3 separate regions of the Sus scrofa genome follow, and regions 1 and 2 are each linked to region 3. Evidence: chromatin contacts called from public HiChIP or PLAC-seq data. All regions are on one chromosome and are shown on one strand. The core of a region is the stretch at or near the end of the contact, and the rest is flanking DNA. Distances in the headings are between cores, read along the strand shown.

Evidence for each region. HiChIP or PLAC-seq counts read pairs in DNA pulled down with a chosen protein or histone mark.
Region 1: an H3K27ac HiChIP or PLAC-seq map of alveolar macrophages shows a contact between it and region 3. The contact joins the promoter of DNAJC5 here to the promoter of GMEB2 in region 3. A contact is called at or near these places in 1 of 47 Hi-C or Micro-C datasets (alveolar macrophages) and 1 of 2 datasets of contacts at active chromatin or transcription factors (alveolar macrophages).
Region 2: a contact with region 3 is called in an H3K27ac HiChIP or PLAC-seq map of alveolar macrophages. The contact joins the promoter of PRPF6 here to the promoter of GMEB2 in region 3. A contact is called at or near these places in 2 of 47 Hi-C or Micro-C datasets (heart right ventricle and liver) and 1 of 2 datasets of contacts at active chromatin or transcription factors (alveolar macrophages).

Annotation. Positions count from the first base shown.
Region 1 is chr17:62,752,728-62,757,018 of Sscrofa11.1, forward strand. DNAJC5 (dnaJ homolog subfamily C member 5) reads left to right here and starts at 1,903. Exons shown (of 6, transcript XR_002339937.1): 1 at 1,903-2,142.
Region 2 is chr17:62,811,832-62,816,805 of Sscrofa11.1, forward strand. It overlaps PRPF6 (pre-mRNA-processing factor 6), which reads left to right and starts at 3,678. Exons shown (of 21, transcript XM_021077613.1): 1 at 3,678-3,913. The coding sequence starts at 3,843. It overlaps SAMD10 (sterile alpha motif domain-containing protein 10), which reads right to left and starts at 2,162. Exons shown (of 5, transcript XM_021077668.1): 1 at 1,976-2,162; 2 at 1-149. The coding sequence starts at 2,066.
Region 3 is chr17:62,593,984-62,598,299 of Sscrofa11.1, forward strand. It overlaps GMEB2 (glucocorticoid modulatory element-binding protein 2), which reads right to left and starts at 1,897. Exons shown (of 10, transcript XM_021077553.1): 1 at 1,531-1,897.

The sequences.
Region 1 (4,291 bases), core at 653-3,152, 160 kb after region 3:
TCAATCCCTGGCCTCCATCAGTGGGTTAAGGATCCAGCATTGCCACAAGCTGTGGTGCAGGTTGCAGATGTGGCTCAGATCTGGTGTTACTGTGGCTGTGGTGTAGGCTGGCAGCTGTAGCTCCAATTCGACCCCTAGCCTGGGAATTTCCAACCCTAAAAAGACCAAAGAAAACCCCTGATGTGGAACTACTGGGTCCAAGAGAGACTCACCAGGGCCTGCCTCACCCATTCCTTGAATCGAAAGACATCGGCACTGCAGTTCTCATTGCGGTGTCCGTAAGGATGCAGCTCCTACCCCTGGCCCCGCTCAGTTGCTGTGTGCTGTGGTACAGATTGCAGAGGCAGCTCAGATCTGGCGTTGCTGCGGCTGCAGCTCCAAGTGGACCCCTAGCCTGGGAACTTCTATAGGCCACAGTTGCAGCCCTAAAAAGGAAAAAAAACAAAAAACAAAAAACAACCCCAAAACACCAGATGTAGATACTAATCTGGCCTTTCTGCTGCTTGTTTTTCTGGCCTACGCCTTTTTTGTGCTGCCTGACTGATGTTGCACAACTTAATAACTGCCAGGAGACTTCCTGAGCTCTCTGCCACTTAGAGGCCCCAGGCCTGGGGCAAACTGGGCAGTTCAAGGATGGCAGAGAGGTGTAAGAAGAGGGTGGAGGTAAACGGGGCTGGAGCTTGTTGGCAGAGTTTGGATTTTACTCAGTATGTCATAGGAAGACTTCAGTGTCATAAAGTTTCTGTGTTAAGAATGTGACTCCGCTGATGTGGGCAAGTGTGGAAGTGAGGAGGCAAGAGAAGTGAATGGAAAGGTCGATTTGGGGGAGTTCCAGGCCTGGCTTAGTGCTTACCGAATCGGACCAGGAACTCTGAGGTTGCGGGTTGGATCCCTGGCCTCGCTCCGTGGGTTAAGGATCTGGCGTTGCCGTGAGCTGTGGTGTAGATCGCAGACGCGGCTCGGATTCCGAGTCGCTGTGGTTTTTGTGCAGGCCGGCGGCTGCAGCTCCGATTCGACCCCTAGCCTGGGAACCTCCATATGCCGCGGGTGCGGCCCTAAAAAAGACCCCCCCCAAAAAAAAAATCGATTTGGACGGCTTTCAGGATGAAATAGCACATACAGATGTACCAGGCACTCAGTATACGGCAGAATACCTCCTGTTATAAGGAGTGTTAGCGAAGGGTGACGAGCAGGTCTCCCCTCCCTCGGAGTCAAAGAACGGGTCGAAACTGGACCGGAAGGGAAGTGAGTAGAAGTTGGTACAACTGCCCATTCAAGGCATTGTTTGCAGGTGATTCTGGGAGGGGCTGGACAATGGCTGTGACACTTCGGCGATTGGGGAGGTAGGAAGCAAGTCACATCTCTGCACCGCGCGGTCCCTAACAGTGGTTCAGGGGTCGGCGGCCTCTGGGACAACTCCCACCAGCTCCCTCTTTCGCTTGTTCTTTGACGAGAACAATTGCGTTTCCCCAATCTTACGTGAAGCTCCAGGCAAAGTCAGCCGCCAAACTAGTCCCCGCATCCGTTTACCGCAGCACCTGTCGGCGCACTAGCCACTACCTGAAGCGCTGGCGGGCAGGCCCCGCCCCCGCGTCTCGGCCCCGCCCCTGCTGGGCGGTGGAGGCTTCCGGCTCCGCGGTGCAAGCTCCGCCCACAGCTCTCGGAGCACCCGCGTATGGGCTGGCACTCGGGACTCCGCCCTCAGTAGGCGGAGCCTCCGCTGGGAGCTCTGGAGCCTCCGCCCACTGCTGTCATTCGGGCCCTGCCCCTCGTGGGCGGAGCCTCTGCGCAGCGCTCTGAGCGCACGCGCGGCCTGCCCAGCCCGCAGCTCCGACCCACCGGCGCCCACGTCCTCCCGGGAGCGCGCGCGCCGGTGCGGGTGCGTGCGTGAGCGTGCGTGAGCGTGCGCGCCCTCGCCGCCTCTGCCGGTGCTGCTCCCGCGCCCTCTGCCGCTGCCCCCGCCGCCGACTCCGTCGCCGCCGCCGCCGCTGCCGCCGCCGCCGCCGCCGCCGCCGCCGCCGCCGCCGCCGCCGGGTCCCGAGGCGCAGCCCCGGCTGAGGAGCGCGTCGGCCGGCTGCCCAGCAGCGCTGCGCAGGGAGGAGCAGAGCCGCGGAGCCGGCGGGCGGGCGGGCGCGCGGACAGGTGAGCTCGCGGCGGGCCCGCGGCATCGCGTCAGGCCGGGCGGGGGCCTCGCGGTGACTGGGGGCGGGATGTGGAGGCGGCTGGAGGAGGGCGGGGGCGCAGGGGGGCGCGACGCGGGCTGGGGGGCCGCGCGCCCGTAGCCGGAAATGGCGGCGACCCCCTCCCTCCTTGTTTCCCTCCCTCCCCGCTCGGGGCGGGGGGCGGCGGCCGGGCCGGAGAGGCGCCGGGAGGCCCAGGGCGCGCGCCGTGGCCAGGCCGCCGGGCCCGCGCTGTGGTCGGCCAGACCTGACCGGCGGCGGCGGCGGCGAGGGCCCAGGGCCCGGCGTGTGCGCCGGGCGCCCACCGCCCTGGGGAGGGGCTTTCCTGTCCAGGGGGCCGCGGGGGGCAGAGCCGCCGGATGCAGCAGCCACGTAACCTGTCCCCGGGTCACGCTTGGAGCTCGGCGAAGTGAGCTTTGTTCCTTGACGCGCTGTAAATTAATCTCGGGGGTGTGAATCGTCGGCCTGGTAAGAAAGAAGTGTTTTCTCTGCGTCGCAAGGACATTATTTGGAGCATCGCTGTGTATTGTCTTGCGGAGACAGTGTCGGGAGCTCTTCCCTTCAGGTTCTAACTTGTTCGTGTTGAGAGGCTGGATTAAGGAGCCCCTTTTTCATGTGCCTGAGACGATTTATCGGAGTGCATTTGGTTGTGCCACACAGGAAGGGAAGCAAAAGTTTCAGTTTTATTTTGATTTTCGTGTTGAGGTTTGATAAGGAGACATTTTAACCAGCCGGTCGTAGCCTAATGGGTGCCGTGCTGGACACCTCTGTCTGTTTACAAACTATCTTAATGACAAAACAAGTGTACTGGCCCGTCTGTGACTTGGTTGCCTAAAGGCAAAGCTCTGAGATTTTATGTTTATTCTCTTGCTCCTCTCTTGTTCAGTGTTGTCGTGAGTGTCAGCATCGTGTCATCTGTCAAATGAGAGGTGACGCTATGAGGCAGGACTTAAGGGCTTTGGGAAACTTTATAACTGAGAGCCAGCAGCTCTCCTTTGACCTGTCAGGACTCTGGGACCCCGGGCACCTCTGGGGGCCTGTGGCCAAACCAAGGGCTGTAGGAGCCGCTCTGGCTGTGGGGCAGGTGCCTCCACTAGCCCTGGGATCTGAGGGTCGTGTGTGTTGCGCCTGTTCCCCTTGGCCGTGGCGAAAGCAGACCACCTGGGCATCTGTGGTGAGCAGACGCTTAGGTCTGCATGTGGAGGAGACAGCCTTGCTGAGGGACCTCGGCTCTGGAGCCTGTGGCCTTGGGTGGGCACCTTTGTTGGGGAGGGACGCCCCTTGCCACCCTCTGACCCCCACCGCCATGGCCTCTTGGCCATTCTCTCAACAGACTCATGTGCTCTGTCCTCGGATCTGCCCGGATCCCTCACTTCCTCACTCTTAGGCCCAGTGAGGGCAGGCCTTCCCTATCTTACCTAGAATTCCAGCTCGCCACCTCCGGTTTCCTGATTCCCTTTCCTGTTTAATTTCCCACAGCACTTAATTCTTCTGAAGTCTCTTTAGTACGTTTGTTACGCGTAATCCTTTACTGTGGGGTAAGGTCCACAGGGTGGCTGTTTGGTGCGAAGAACAGTTCCTGGCACACACTCTGTGCCCGGTAAACACTGGTCGAATGAAGGAGAGTGATGAGCTTAGCAGCAGCTCTGCAGCACAGCGACCTTGTCACTGGGAAGTCGTTGTGGGTGAGTGCTGAATAGTTGGGCGCTGGGTGCTGAGGGAGGTCCGTGGCAAGTCAGCTCCCTCTCAGGAGAGGACAGCCAGTCCAGAGGCAGGGCGCAGAGGTGATCTGTGCGGGACTTCCCTGTAAATCTTTTTGCCACTTTTAGTCTCGAGTTTGCTCAGAACCAAAAGGTTTTGTCTGATCTGCCACTATAACGATGCTTTTAGAAGTTTTGTCTTTGCCGCCCCCCGCCCCAGGTAAAGCCCACATGCTGTTCATTTGTTGATGAAGTGGCGTGAGATGCAGTAAACTGTTCGAGTCACAGGGAAGTGAGCCGTTCCTGACCCTCGGCTCGCTCTCTGCTGTGAGGCTGTTGTGAGCACACTGAATCCTGCTTTGTGACTAAAGGACTTGAGTCGTTTGCAGAATCTTCACGCAGAGTGAGTTT
Region 2 (4,974 bases), core at 2,428-4,927, 220 kb after region 3:
CTTGACTGGCCGGCCACCGGCTGCCCTCTGGCTACGGGAATCGTGCCACGTGAGGCTGGTGCCTGGTGTCCGGGGCAGGTGGCAGGGGATGCTCTCGGCTGACACCGTGTGCTCCAGGAGGGTCCGGCAGAAGCTGAAGTGGGCTGTAGCTGCAGAGCAGGGCTGCCTGGTCAAGGTGGTCCGGGCAGGGCCTGAGGCGCCTTTCCCTGTGAGCCAGCTTCCCGCCAGCCCATCTTGCCGTCACTGGGGTGGGGGGGGGGCACACTTGCCCAAGCCCGCAGAGAGCTCCAGTGGGTAAGAGCTGACTCGAGGACTCCAACCCAGAACTGCAGAACTGCACACACCTTCCCCTGGGTAATTAGAGTGATGTGCCTGCCGGGGAGCCCAGCACTCAGCAGCCGAGGCTATCCCGAGGTGGCCCTGGCCTCCTCCTTGCCTTGGGCTGGCTGGCACAGCCTCATCCAACCAGGGCACACATGGACTTGCCTGTGAGGAAACCCCAGCCCCAGCCCCCGGGAGATCCGCTCTTGGCAGCGAAGGCACCTGGTTTCTGTCGCCATACCTAGCGTTTGAGGCCTGGCCGCTGTCACAGCCAGCGAGGTGACTCGCGGACAAGAAGCCTGAACCCTGGCAAGCTGACAAGGTTCTTGCTCCCTCCCCTCCCACAGGCCCCTGGTAGCCAGGCAGCTCCTGTGTGTGGCAGGGTCGCAAGGGCACGGGCTGCTCAGCACAAGCATGCCAGCTGCAGCCGTGGGCTCAGGGGCTCAGGGGCCGATTTGTGCTTTCCCTTCCTACCCTAGCTTCACCCCACTCATCACGTTTCAGTTTTGCCATCATTTCTGTGCTGGTGCTGACATGAGTCAGCGGAGGGCAGACCCTTGGATGGGGCCCTCCCTTGGCATGGCTCCAGGTAAATGGGAGGTGCCCAGAAACACGGTGGATGAATGAATGGATGGATCAAGATTCTCTGTGACGTCCACACATCAAGAGGGCCCTGGGGAGAGACAGGAAGCAGGACCCAACCTTGCCCCCAAGTTATAGCGGCGCCAGCCCCTGACTCAGCAGGCAGAATCAGGTTCCCAGGCCAGGGCCTTGGACCCACCCCCCGCAGCCGTAGGGAGACCTTCCCTGCTGTGGACACAACCTCTCACCCCTAGGGAGGGGAGGGTTTGGTGATGTGCCCAGGAGGTCTCATTAATGCGGGGAAACCCACGTCTTACTATTTCCCCCCACCCCCCACCCCCACTACCCCCCTTCCTCCCCATTCTTGCAACTTTCTGGTATCAGTGGCCACAGGCGACTCTAAATTTGAGGCCTGGGGTCAGAGAGAGGGTGTGGCCGCTGGAGGTGCCTTGCAGTAACTACTGTGGGGGAAGAAGACTGGCACCTCCCAGGGAACAGGGGCCTGCAGGGGTCCCAGGGCTTTGGGTCGCTGGGCCTCGCAGCGCAGGCCGGCCAGGGGCGGTAGGACTAGTGGGAGGCCTCTGCCACCTGTCCCGGGCCAGTTTGGCCCCGCCCATTTCCTGTCCGCGCCGGGGGGAGGGCTCTTCGTCCGTCCATCGGTGCGTCCCGCCTTCTAGCCCCAATGTCAGATTTCCAGTAGGAAAATGGGGAGGGGGCGCCTGAGTCCCGCTGTGGTCTCGGCCACCCCTCGGCCCCACTGCTGGGGCTGGGGAAGGTTTTCTCCGCGCAAAGGAGAAGGTGATCAAAGGGGTGCTACTCGCCTGGGGACAGGAGCCCGAGCGGGTCACCTCTCCCAAACCAAGGCGCGCTGATTCCCAAGGCCTGACTGCCCGCCCCCACCCCACCCCCGCCCCGGCACAGGACAAAGACACCCGAGACCCTGTTCGACCAGGGCGCGCCCCCCACTCCGAGTGCGGCTGCCATTCGGAGTCCGCCAGGACCCGCCCCTGTCCCTCTCGGTCCTCGAGCCCCCAGACCCCGATACTCCCGCGCCCCGGTCCAGCCCGCTCACCGTCCACATCCCGGCGCTCCCCGAAGCCGGCGCGCACAGCCCCGGAGCGGCCTCGCGGGGGGCTCAGCTTGGTCCTCAGCTCCGTGAACATGGGGCCCGCGGGTCCCCCGCCTGTGCACACGCCCCTCGCCGGGCGCAGGGCGGCCCGTGTGGCCGGCGGGGAACGCGCGCCGCCGCCCCGCCCCAACCGGCCCCGCGCCCGAGCCGGTCCCCGCGCCCGGCGAGTCTGCGCGGCGAGGCACCTGCCGCTGAGCCCTGAGAGCCGGGCGCGCTCCGGGAACTCGGAGGTGTGTCGGCGGCGCGCGGATCTGCGTATGCGAACGGTGCCTGCCAGGGCACGGGCCGGCAGTGCGCACCTGGGCGTGCAAGGACAAGGGACTCTGTGCACCGGCAGGAGATCCAGAGGTCTGCAGGAGCATCTGAGTCAGGGACATAAGAGTGCGTGTGTGGAGGGGAGAGGGTAGTGTACCTGCTCCGGGGAGCTTCTGTCCACTGGGGGCCAGGTCAAGGGCCAGACCTAACCCATTCTCCTATGTCAGTTTACTTATTCCTTTATTCACGTCATCTCCAGACCTCTCCAGTGGTCTCCCTGTCCAACGGGCACTCGTTTCCCCAGAGAAGTCAGTTCGACCCTTTCTTATTCCCCACAACACCGCAAACTTCTGGAGGACAGCAGGGTCTCTCCCCTCCCCTCTGGAGACCCAGAATCTGACTCAGCGTCCAGGGCGTGGTGCTGAAAGGGATTCGGCTGGGGGCAAGGAGGAGGGAGAAACTCTGAGAAGGCTGCAGCAGGCAGGAGAGCTATGTTTGCTCCAGGACCCCAGTGAGAAAGGTTAGGGTGGGCTGGGGGCTGCCTGGTCCAGCAGAAGGCTAAACATGTGGCCAGCTTTTTGCTTGCTTTGCCTAGAGCCTGAGGGCTCTCCCCAGGTGAATGTGGGGGCCAGAGGATGTCCCACAGCCACCTCAGCAAACGTGCACATGGACACACAGACATGTATGCCAAGGACGGTCATGCATATTCACCTAAAATATGAGCACAGGTGGCTTGACTTGCACCTGTGCCCACGGACACACGGAATTCACCCACATGCTGTGACCACTCATGCCCGCATACTAACTTGTCCTGGTGCATTTATTTATGCTCATCAATTAGCTCCCTAGGATCTGGGCTCCCACCCTCACCAGAAGCACCTGAATGTTCAGGGTATGGTGGGGGTGGGGGCCTGTACAGGTACCGGCGCTGCCGGATCGGGTCCAGAAATCTGAGCGCGGAGAGCCAGGGAAGCAGTCTGCACCCGGGGACACGCGATCACAACACATACACTCCGCATAAGCTCTACACAACTGGCTGGGTGTGCAGCCCCCGGAGCTGTGTTAGGCCCTGCCCCGGGGCCAGGGCGACTGGGCGGGGGGCAGGGAGGGCGGATCCGGGAGGCGGGGGACCCATAGGTCCTGCCCATACAGGCAGGTATCGGAAATGCATCGAGTACACGCAGTTAGCAGGGCCGCCCCGGCTCAAGGTTTGAGGTTCCCCCGTGTGCAGACTGCTAATCGAGGGCTAATCGAGGGTGACACCGCCCGCCCGCCCGCAGCTACACGAGCAGGCGCCCCCCGCGCATGCGCCTATCGCGTCTCGGTCTCGGAGTCAAGGAGCCGCCGGAAGCGGGCGGAAGTCGCCTTTAGGGAACTTCCGGTCGGGGCCGCCGAGGTGGGCGGGGATCTGTCGGTTCGCGCGCTCTGCTTCCGGGGCGCGGGTGACGCGGGCGCGCGAGCTCTTCCTGCGGCGGCGCTTCGGTCGTCTGTCGTCTTTGGCCTCCGGCCGCAGCCTCCGTCCTTTCCCTTCCCGGCCGTCGGCGTCACAGCCGCGATGAACAAGAAGAAGAAGCCGTTCTTGGGCATGCCCGCTCCGCTCGGCTACGTGCCCGGGCTGGGCCGGGGGTGAGGCCTGGGGCGGGCCGCGCGCTGGGGTGGAGCCCCGGGCGGGACCGTGGTCGCGTCGCGACTGCCCACACGTCTCAGTGAGGCGGCGGGTCGGGGCGGGGAGGACGAGAGCAGCGGTGGCGCAGGGTTGGCCAGGTCTTTGTGGGAAGAACGGCGTCCTGGGTTCGGACAGACCCGAGCGAGGCTGCCTCCCCAGGAGACGGGACACCGGGGCGCTCTGAGCCCGGTGTTTGTGCTGAGAGGCGGGTGGTAACGCCGTCTTGCGAGTGTGCAGTGCTTGTAGTTGAGCACCGTGGCTACTACCCCCCAGGCCAGGCATCGCCCCCCCCCAACCCCTGCCTTGAACGGGACTGATTCCCCCACCGTCCGGCCGGGGTCCTCTGTGTGCTCGCTCAGGGTTGCTCGTTCTTCCGCTGCGGTGTCGGTGGTCACAGTACTGCCTGTTCAGAGTCAGCTCTCCGCGGGCAGGGGTGGCATCTGTGAGGCTTGTGACTGGGTCCCCTAGATCAGATGACGGCCGTTTATTGCTGAGGAATTGAGCAGTTATTATCTTCTTTTGTGGTTTGATGACTGTCTTCAGTGTTGTTTTTGGGTTGCTTTTTCTTATTTCTGTGTGTATCTCTTGTAGATTTTTGGTTTGCAGTTACCGTGAAGTTTTGATATAGGAGTCTTTGTATACACAGGGTTGTTGTAAGCTGTTGGTCTCTTCATTGCCAGTGCATCCCCAGCATCCTGCCTTTGTACCCTCCTCTGCTCCCGATTTCTGGGTTTGGTGGCCTGTTTGTGTGTGGCTGACCTTCTCCCTTTCTCACGTGTTTGTCTTTGCCGGTGAGCCCCGTCACTCGTCATAGTTTTGTTTCTGGTTATGGTCTCCTTCTACCTAGAGAGGTTCCTTTAGTATTCGTTGTAAAGCTGGTTTAGTGGTGCTGAATTCTCTTAGCTTTTGCTTGCCTGTAAAGCTTTCGTTTCCTCCTTCAAATCTGAATGAGAGCCTTGCTGCGTAGAGGCTGCGGTCGGAGCTGTGTTGAAGCTAGGGAAGCTCCATGCAGGGGGGTAGC
Region 3 (4,316 bases), core at 647-3,146:
CAAGTCGAGATACGAAGGCAACCTCGATCTCCACGGATGAACAAATGGACAAAAATTTGGTATACAGGAGTTCCCGTTGTGGCTCAGTGGTGAATGACTCCGACCAGGAACCATGAGGTTGCGGGAGCGATCCCCGACCTTGCTCCGTGGGTTAAGGATCCAGCGTTGCCGTGAGCCGTGGTGAGGTCACAACAGGGTTCAGGCGCCGTGCTGCTGTGGCTGTGGCGTACGACCCCTGGCCTGGGACCTGCCATACGCCGCAGGTGCAGCTCTAAAAAGCGAAATAAATCAAATAAAAAGGAAATTCTGCCGTTTGTGTCCACATGGACGAACACAGAGGATGTGGCACTAAGTGCAACGAGCCGACACAGGAGGACAAAACACTACATGACGCCTGCCTCTCCCACGAGGTATTTAGATCAAAAGAGTCAAACTCCAGACACAGGGCGGAGCAGGGTGGTGGCCGGGACGGGGGAGACAGGACCTATCAAAGAGCACAAAGTTTCAGTTACGCAAAGTCAGTCCTAGAGATCTCGGGATGGAACAGCACCCCGGCTGGACAGCACAGCACTGAACACTCAACATTTGGCTACTGAAGCCGCCGCCTTCTTTCTCTTGGCTGCACCTGAGGCAGGAACTCGGAAGCTCCTGGGCCAGGGATCCAACAGGAGCCGCTCAAGCTGCTGCAGTGACAACACTAGATCCTTAACCTGCTGCGCAAGACAACGGCTCGTTAAGCGCTCTCATCACGACAGTAAGAAAGAAAAACTCTGGGTGGGGATGGACAGGTTTAGGGCACAGACCGGGGTAAGGCTTTCTTGGGTGTAACATAATCCGGACCGACCACCTTGTGTACAGCAGTTATGTACAACTTCGGTCTGTTTAAAACAGCAAAAAGACTGATGTAATCGAAACGTCTAAGAGATCGCGGTTCTCCAGCGGAATCAACTGGGTGAACGCAAAGTTAACCCACTGTGTCCGGGTCACCGCTGGCAATGAACGCGTGTGGAGGAGCTCCCGCCGAGGGCTTCGGGGAGCCACGGTTCTCACCAACGGGTCAGCACGCACGCGGGCCGCCCACGCAGCCCCCAGGGGAGGCGCGGCCCCCACGGGAAGCGGGGACCCGCGCGGCCCTCCGCGGGGGGAGCGCCCACACGAAGGGGCCCCCACGCAAAGAGGCCCCCCAAGGGAGGGGGCCCACGCGAGGGGAGCCCCGCGAGAAGGCGGCCCCCACGCGGCCCCCGCCCCCCACGCGGCCCCCGCCCCGGCGCCCTCCGCGCGGCCCCCGTCCAAGGCCCTCCCCAGCTCCCGCCGCCCGCCGCCTTCCGGCAAGATGGAGGCCGCGCCGCCGCCGCCGCCGACGCGCCTGACGCGGGCCCGTGACGCCCGTGACGCCCGCCGCGCGCCGCCGCCCCTCCCCCGCTCCCCTCCCCCCGCCGTAACGTCCTGACGCTCCGCAGGGACCCCTGACTGGACGGCGGCGCGCGGCGGAGCGAGAGGCCTCGCCGCGGGGGGGCGGCGGGCGCTTACCTGGGCCGCGGCCGGGCCTGCGCGGGCGCCGGCGGGCGGGCGGCGGCGACGGGCGGCGGCGGCGGTGGCGGCGGCGGCCGCGGGCTGTGCTCCTTGTTGGGGATTCGGCGGCGGCGGCGGCGGCGGCGGCGGCGGTCCGGGCGCGCGCTTCCTAGTGACGCCGGCGGCGGGGCCGCGCACGCAGGGCAAGGGCGAGTCCCGAGACTTATTTTGCGCTCAGCGGGAAGGCGTGCGGTGCTAAGAAATAAGGCCTGGTGGGGCCGGTTGCGCCTGCGCGGGCGTGGGGGCGGGGCCCGGGCCCGAGGGGAACGCGGCGGCCCCGGCCCCGCCCCCGCCCCGCCAGCTGGCTTACGTGCCAGGGCTGGTGGACACACTTGCCAGGCGCAGCCTTCCCCGTGTGTCCAAGCACGAGTGGGGCGAGAATGTGTAGGGAGACTCGCTTAGGGCTGGGGGCGGGGAACGTGCATGCCCAATGAGTGACCGAAGCCAAATGCAGGTGCGCTGGTGCCCAGCGTGTGTAAAGCCCTCCCCAGAGGCGGGCGGGAGGGCCTGCCAGGGGGAGTCGCTCGCCTCTACGTCTTTCCACTCGTCTAGTCCGAGTCCTGCGATTAATAGATTTTATTTTTTATCATAAGTCTCATTGCTGAGTCTGTGGGCTGCCCTACCGTGGTCCTATACTGCGCCCCAGCCGCGGAAACCTGTGCTGTGGTCACTCGCCAAGTGTGCTCATTTAAATTTGCCTTAACTGAAATGAAAATTCAGTCCTCCTGGATTATTCCCGTTGTGGCTCAGCGATTATCAGACCAGACTAGCATCCATGAGGATGTGGGTTCCCTCCCTGGCCTCGCTCAGTGGGTCAAGGATCAGGGTTGCAGTGAGCTGTTGTGTAGGTCACAGACATGGCCCAGATCCTGTGTGGCTGTGGCTATGGTGGCGGCTACAGCTCCAATTTGACCCCTGGCGCTGGGAACCTCTTATGCCACGGGTATGGCCCTAAAAAGACCAAAAGGAAAAAAAAATTCAGTCCTTCAGTTACCACAGAACCTGATAGAGCATTAGGAATGCTCTGAGAACTCTCGCTCTCTTTTTTAATTACAGGTAACTAGCTAGAGTATCTCTGGAGACCCTGGATTTTCCAGTATGTAAGGGGGTTAGCATCGCTCAGCTTTCAAGGAGTTCCTGTGTCCTGGGACCCAGGTACAGCCGGGCCTTGCTCTTTGATTGAAAGGTGCAGTGGGGAGTTCCCATTGTAACAGCAGAAATGAACCCAACTAGTATCCATGAGGACTTGGGTTCGATGCCTGGCCTCCCTCAGTGGGTTAAGGATTTGATGTTGCTGTGAGGTGAGGTGGAGGACATGACTTGGATCCCGCGTGGCTGTGGCTGTGGTGCAGGCCAGCAGCTGTAGCTCCGATTCAACCTCTAGCCTGGGAACTTCCATATGCCGGGCGTGGCCCTAAAAGAAAAGAAAAAAAAAAAGAAGGACACGGTGGGAGGCCCGGGGTGGTTAATGGTCCTGCCCTGGCCGGAGGGGCAGTAGGGAGGCATGCTGCTCCTGCCCCAGGGACTCCTGGTGGAAGCTCTGCCAGCCCCATCCTTGAGCTCCTCCCCAGACCTCCCTGTGCCCCGTCTCCCCACCTGCACAGGGCAGTCAGGCTGGACCCAGAGGGTCCGTCTGTGCTCAAACCAGGGTGGGCATGCAGCCAGCTCTCCCGTGTGTGTCATTGCTCTGGCTTAGTGGCTGCCAAGGAACTTGGGCGCCTGGCGAACAGCTGCGGGCTCCCTGGGCACTCCCACTCAGGAGATGGAGAAGGCGGGAAACAAATGCCTCCTTGAGCACCAAGCCACGCACTTGTGCTCATGCTCCAGTAGGAAGCCCCTGAAGCCCGTTTCCCAGACTGGGACGTCTTCCAGCAAACCTTGTTCCCGTGACATTGCGGTTGGGAGAGGTGTACTTTGATGGTTTTCAATCGTTGGAGTATACTCACCCCAGTGATGGAAAAATCTTATTTATTTATTTTATTTTTTTTTTTTTTTTGCTTTGTAGCGCGGCACCCGCAGCCTATGGAGGTTCCCAGGCTAGGGGTCTAATCGGAGCTACAGCTGCTGGCCTACACACAGCCACAGCCATGTGGGATCTGAGCCGCGTCTGCAACCTACACCACAGCTCGGGGCAATGCCAGATCCCCAACCCATTGAGCAACACCAGGGATTGATCCTACATCCTCATGGTTCCTAGTCGGATTGGTTTCCGCCGTGCCATGGCCGGAACTCCAGAAAAGTGTTTCTAAAGGTTAAGCTATTGAGCCTGTGTCAGTGCTGCTGTCTTCTCATCTGGTAAATAGGAGAACAGGTGCGCCTGGACTGTGCCTGTCGTTTATCTGAGTTTCCCTGCCCTCACGTTGCAGAAGTAAAGGCCAGCAAAGTCCAAGGGAGAAGGCTCAGAAGGATGCGGGAGACGGGGGCCAGGCCCGCCTGTCACCTGTGCCGAGTCCTGCTGCTTCCCGGCTGGGTGAGCTGTGGCCGCTGGCCCCTGAGTCTCTGGGCACCCCAGAGCCCCCAGTCCGAGTTTCCACCGTTGCGCGGCCTCTGCCTGTTTCTGCCGCGGGACGTCAGGCCTAGCGTTTGAACCTGCACGCCTGTCTCCTGCCTCCGAGAGCGAGAGAGAGCACTGGGCCTTGCTGGCTTGGAGGAGGATTCGTTCCCACTGTGGGTGGGGTGTGGTCTCTCACCCTGCCTCCCTCGGGGAGGGCGCCTTCACTCCTGGCTGGTTACAGACAGAAGGA